Linked DNA regions of Danio rerio: region 2 is linked to region 1. Evidence: chromatin contacts called from public Micro-C data. All regions are on one chromosome and are shown on one strand. Each heading gives the region's core, a stretch centred on a gene start, on an enhancer-like site or on the middle of the called end of the contact. The rest is flanking DNA. Distances are from core to core; before and after follow the strand shown.

The links. Hi-C and Micro-C count contacts between places; a contact is called where the count stands out from the background.
Region 2: a Micro-C map of caudal fin shows a contact between it and region 1, with 4 times the contacts expected there. The contact joins the promoter of trim47 here to the promoter of scaf4a in region 1. A contact is called at or near these places in 1 of 18 Hi-C or Micro-C datasets (caudal fin) and 1 of 4 datasets of contacts at active chromatin or transcription factors (embryo).

The regions. Positions count from the first base shown.
Region 1 is chr10:30,653,257-30,656,413 of GRCz12tu, forward strand. scaf4a (SR-related CTD-associated factor 4a) reads right to left here and starts at 1,640. Exons shown (of 20, transcript XM_690795.9): 1 at 1,496-1,640. The coding sequence starts at 1,525.
Region 2 is chr10:31,079,115-31,082,271 of GRCz12tu, forward strand. trim47 (tripartite motif containing 47) reads left to right here and starts at 1,716. Exons shown (of 8, transcript NM_200284.1): 1 at 1,716-1,944; 2 at 2,193-2,410. The coding sequence starts at 1,759.

The DNA of each region.
Region 1 (3,157 bases), core at 390-2,889:
TCAATGGCTAATAGTTTCCAACATTTTTCTTTTGTGTTCAACAGAAAAACACAAACTCAAACAGGTTTGTGACAAATGGAAGAAGAGTAAGCACTGATAGAATATTCATATTTGGGTAAACAAATAAACCCTTTAAAGAATCAAGTCATGTTTAGCTCAGATATTGGTGTACATAAAAAAATAAAAAAAATAAAATAAAAACAGGCAAAGGCAAATTATTATGTTGTGGCTCTTTATTTTACATGTTCAGCCTAGACGCTACAGTATAGACTGTACATACGTCAACTAAAACAATAGAAGACTACAGCTCAGGGCCAGGAGCTGCAGTAATCAATTTATGAATTTCAGATAAGTTTTTAACATAACAGCACAGTGATTGAGTTTGTGTTAAGGCCATGACTGATTATTTAGCTGACTAATAGGGGGATATCTGCTTAAAGAGACAGTTCACCCAAAACTGAATGTCATCATTTACGCTCCCTTCACTTGTTTCAAACCTGTTTACATTTCATTCTACTGTTGGACACAAAAGACAGTATTTTAAAGAAAGCTGAAAACCATCAATATTCATATTATTTGTCTTTCCTAAATATCATTTGTGTTCAACAGAAGAAGAAAAGAAAGAAACTCATAAGAGTTTAAAACCTATTGAGGGTGAGTAAATTTTCATTTCAGGGTGAATTATGCCTTTTATAACAAGTAAAAACTTTACCAAATAACAGTTCATATCAACATGAACTCAATGTTTACTTTCTTTGATAACGTTGAACTCCAGTAGGCAGAAAGAATAGAACTCATTTGCATTTCTTAAAGATACAGTAAAAAACATCCTCTCAAAAATAGATGCTCAAAACTAAATTTGACGGCATTTTTATGCAAATTCCCCATGGAACTTGACAAACAAGTCTAACTAAGAAACAATTTTGATATCTCTATCGTCGGCGGACACATTTTTGTATAATTAACGTTAGCCGTTTGAGCCCATTATTGTTTATCTCGACCATAAACGAACAATACGAAGTTACTGAAGGAATAAACTGTGACAGATTACGGCTGTTTCCTCAAATGCACTAAAAGCTGCAAACTCGTGGCTGCACAGATAGCATTCGGTGACTGTAAACAACATGAGAACTAATCCGTGTCTGATCATAACGTTACATCTTCAGCACATGAGTGATTCATACATGCTAGATCAGACGTACGAAAGCAGAAACTATCATGCAAAATGTCCAGCAGCAGATCACGCTCTCTATTATGATAACCAGGCCTGCTGTTATGGCGTCAAACCTATCGTAATACACAGATCTAATGATTCAGGCTAATATTTATAAAAGGACGGGGTGTTGTGGTCAGCTATACCCAAGCTCACAGCATGCAGCTACGCAATTTAAACACTGAGGCCTTCATCTGCTCTGGCCCTTTGCAACACATTGAACGATTGTGTTCACCAAACCGCCATTTTGCAGCCGTTTTATCTGCCCGAACACGCACACACCTCGTGATTAAACGCGTTGACGGCGTCCATGGCGTCCCGTCTCTGCTCCGCGGTCGCTTTCTCGGGTAAATTCAGAAATATGTGTGGTACTGTCCTCCAGCAGGCCGCCCCAACATGTCCGCCCCTGGCAGCAGACAGACAGCTCGGACTCGGAGTCGGCGCGGTGCTCGCGGTGCAGGATGGGATTGAAACGCTGCTTTGGCGAAGCACGAGCACTAGATGGCGCTGAGAGCACGCAGGAAAAGTCGAGAACGAAATCAAATTCCTTTTGTGATAAAAATAAATAGATATTTGCACATTTACGCGCAATCCCATACGGTAAACATATATGTTGTTCTGGTTAAAATGTATTTCAAATATATGCTAAATATATGTTATGGGGTGTGGGATTGCCTGCAAAAATTTAAAATACATATCATTTTTACCTTCATGTACCAAATGATATTTAAAATGAATTGCAGGGCAAGGGCGCCCCCAAGGGGTGGGATACGGCCACCCTTGTGTAAACTGTGGCCACCCCAATATGATTTAGTTGTTGATATTATTAATTTAAATGTACTTACGTAAATTCACAATATTTTAATAAATGAATTAATAAATAAAATGCAGCCACTAAATTATTATTATATTATATAAATTGCAACATTTCAAGAGTACTTAATAGAATTAATTAAAACTTCATTATTTAATTTACCAGAAACAAAAATATAACATCATTATTCACAATATATACACAATTCATAATTCTTTTGTTTGCCACCCCAAGATTTGGTGTGGCCTTACTTGGCCACCCGTAAGAAAACTTTTTGTGGGCGCCACTGTTGCAGGGTCAAGAAAATGTATTTTCAACCTTACAAAATAATATGGAGGAAAATATATTTGAAAAAGTATGCTAATGTATTTTCTTTAAGTCAGGGGTGCCCAAAGTTTTTCATATGAAGGGCCAAAAACCAAATATCATTGAGAGCAGTGGGCTGAAGATAAATATGCTAAATTATATTGCATTAAAGTTACCATCAGTCAATTTGTAATTTGTTTTTATAAAATTTCAAAATAGAAAAAAAAATGCTTTAAATCGTATTAACTAACACAGTATAACTTTTTAAATGATAACTTATTGCAAAAAAAGAAACATTTATAACACAGTGGAGTTCAACGCTGAATACACTTGTCAAGCAGAATCTGCCTTTGCCTTGATCTGTTCACCAAAGTCTCTGCATTGTCGGGTGACAGTATGTACATTGGAACAAAATCTGATTAATTTACACCATTTAACTGACACATTTAATTTCAGCTAGTTTTTAACAATAAAACAAAAAGTTACATTAAATTTGAATTGACAATCTCTTATCATTTCCCCTCTCTTCTTCTTATGGAAATATATTTTAAATTATTGTAATATATAAATAGCCTATATATATATATATATATATATATATATATATATATATATATATATATATATATATATATATATATATATATATATATATATATATATATATATAGTTGGAAATATATTTGGGATAGTTAAAATTTTGTCCATTCCAAACATAAATAAACATATAAAATATAAATTTATTTTGCCGATTTTTAATCTTTTTTGCAAAATGATTACCATTAGGATAATGAACATGTGTACTAGAAATAGCTTTTAAGTGC
Region 2 (3,157 bases), core at 466-2,965, 430 kb after region 1:
TGAGGGTTTTATATATTCAATCGCGCCAGCTCCAGGCCGCAGCGCATAACTTACTCGCGGCGTCGCGGGCTGATTCCGGCTCGCATGCGGCAGCGCCTGCTCGCTCGGCCGCCGCATCTGGCTCGATTGACTCGGCCTGGTATTGGGTAGTGAGTCCAGGCATCCGGAGTAGGTCCAGCAGAGGTAACATTAGTCAGTCTGAGCTCTAAGAGATAAGTCTCCGGCAGGCGAGAATCTAGCCGGAACTGTGTTTTGCTATCTGGGTGGCTAGGCGTGTATCAGCAAACTAATAAAGCCCGAAAAAAGCCCTGAACTTAGCGAATAAACAGTGTTCCACCAGGATCATGTATGTCAGAAACTATAGTTTACTGCTGAACTCATTTTGTCATGGTAAAATAACACAGAAATCGAATAATAACATTTCAGTCTACTTCAGTCTCCTGCCGAAGCTCAGACGCCGCGCTTTGAGAAACTGTCAATCACAGCTGTCAATCACGATGACACGCCCAGCATTAAATTACTGCTAAAAACAAACTGTTTACAAAAATGAAGATCTGCACCTATTTCAGCACAATAACCAGTGCCTTAATCGACCAGAACTATCTTTCGGGACATTTTATTGCAAGTGTAATATTTTTTTTTATTTGGGCTCAAGTCTCCTTCATTAACACGGAGGAGGCGGGCTTTATGACTTGTACTGCAGCCAGCCCCCAGGGGGCGATCTAACGGCCGAAACCTTCACTCAAACGTAGGCTTGCGGCACACTTGGTTGTGACATCAAGTGACCAAAATTCAATGTAGCTAATATCTAAGGACAATGTTATTCGGATGTCCAATAACGGCATCAAATGATGTTGATATTTGGTTGATTTTAGGTTGTGTTAGAAAGTGACCAAAATCCAACGTTGTGAAATACTGACATTTATTTGTCAGGTATGAAAAACAAAATCTGATAGACATCATTGTGGTAACGCCAACACAATATCAAGCTATAGCATTATTAGACATTGATTTTAGGTTGGACGTTGACATCGACCTGACGCTAACCCGAATTTCATTTCCAAACAAAATGCCCCCACGAGGTTGGGGTACAATGTCAATCTGACATCATCCATCATATTTCATCAGTGATATGCTATCTAGAAATTCTCCAGGTCAATGCGGGTAAAGTTTTTGCACATCTTCTTTTGGACATTTTTAACACTTTCAAACAGTTTGCTGCAATTATAAATCGTCCATGTCTTGAGGTAGTTCATTAAGATGCGAGTTAGCTATGTGCGATTTGACTGAATCACAGGACTGATTTTTCCAATCCCCACAGACAGGAAAAAATAAAGTTGTGACGGCAGGTTGAAGGAAAGTAGTAGAGTAAAATTAACTAAAAATGTACTCAAGGGAAGGTAAAAATAGACATTTTTAAAACTACTTACAATTCCCGAGAAAAACTACTCAGTTGCAGTATTTAGAGTATTTGTCATTTGTTACTTTACACCACTGATCCTATCTTATGGTCCATAACATCTAAAAGATTAAAAACCTTAAAAAATAAAATATTTGTAGAACAGTCTCTTTAAACTGCACTGTTAGAAGGAACCGATTCGAAAACCGAGTCGCTGTACGCGGTGTAACCAATCAGGTTCGTCCCTGTCTCCCACGTGACTGAACCTGGAAGTGAGTCCAGAATGGGCTCTGTCTCTCTCTCTCCTCCGTCTAGAGTCGCTTGTGGCGCTGTAAAGCAGTAACACGGTTTAGGGAAACATGGCCACCGCCGGAGATTCGCGAGGAGAGCTTCAGAAGGAACTGGTTTGCTCCATTTGCCTCGATTACTTCGACGACCCTGTCATTTTAAAATGCGGCCACAATTTCTGCCGCATGTGCATTTTGATGCACTGGGAGGAAAATGGAGGCGATGATGTGGGTTACCAGTGTCCGGAGTGCAGGATGGTGCGTGGTTTGTTTTGATAAACGCTGCTCGATTCCGGGCTGCTTGGTTACAGTTTTATTTAACGCTAGACACATTCTCGTTTAATTCCTGCAGAATGACCAAAACCGACTAACTGTTAGTGTAAATGTTTATGTTGTTAGTGGTTTGCGGCGTTTATCCGTGAGATACAAATCTCCGTGCTTGCCGTTTGTCAGCACAGCACCAGCAGCTTCTCGCTGTCGTTTAAGCATGTTTGTACTCTTTGCAGGTTTTCGCGAAGATGAGTTTCACCAAGAATTACCTGGTGAAGAACTTGGTGGATAAACTGAGCGACTTCGACTATCTGAAGACATGTAGGCCCTCTGCACCCGCCAAACCCGTGAAGATGGACGGTAAATGTGAGCGACACCACGAGGAGTTGAAACTGTACTGCCACACCGACAGAAAGCCTATTTGCGTGGTGTGTCGGGAATCCAGAGCGCACAGGTGAGGCTCGGAGACCTGTGTGTGTGTACAGTGGCCGTGATCAAAATCGGTAAAGCAGCCTATTGAGTAGGTCTGTTATTGGAATCGATTCCTGATCCTGGAATCGAAGGCCTCTATTCTGAGAATCGACTCCTCACAGTTGATACGGTTTATTCTCAAACTCTGCCAATAATAACCTGCTAAAAAGCACATAATTCATGGCACATGAACATGTAAAAGGTATGTGCATGATTGTCAAAAGTAAATAGCAAAACAAACCATAACAAACACTAAACTAAAAGCGCTCAATTTATATGTGGGTTAGATGTGCTTTCATGTGTTTTTTTATAGCAATAACAGGCCTTCATTAATATTTGGGCTAGTAAAGTAATAGTCTTCATAATTGAGTCAATTCCACTCAAATCTTGGGTCAACTCTAGGCCAGTGTTTCTCAACCATGTTCCTTGAGGAACACCAACACTGCATGTTTTGATGTCTCCTTTGTCTTTCACAGCTAATACAAGTCTTTCAGTCTCTGCTGATGATCTGAATCAGGCGAGTTTAGTTAAGGAGACATAGAAAATGTGCAGAGCTGGTGGTCCACTAGGAGTGTGGTTGAGAAACACTGCTCTAGGCCCTGTTGGGTTATATAATGGTGTTTATGTCGGTGGCAAGCACAGAAATGTTTAACTATAGACTTAAGTGCCTATTCTCAAAATAAAAGAAATCATTTTATAATACGTGCAATGAACTAATGGATTTGGATAT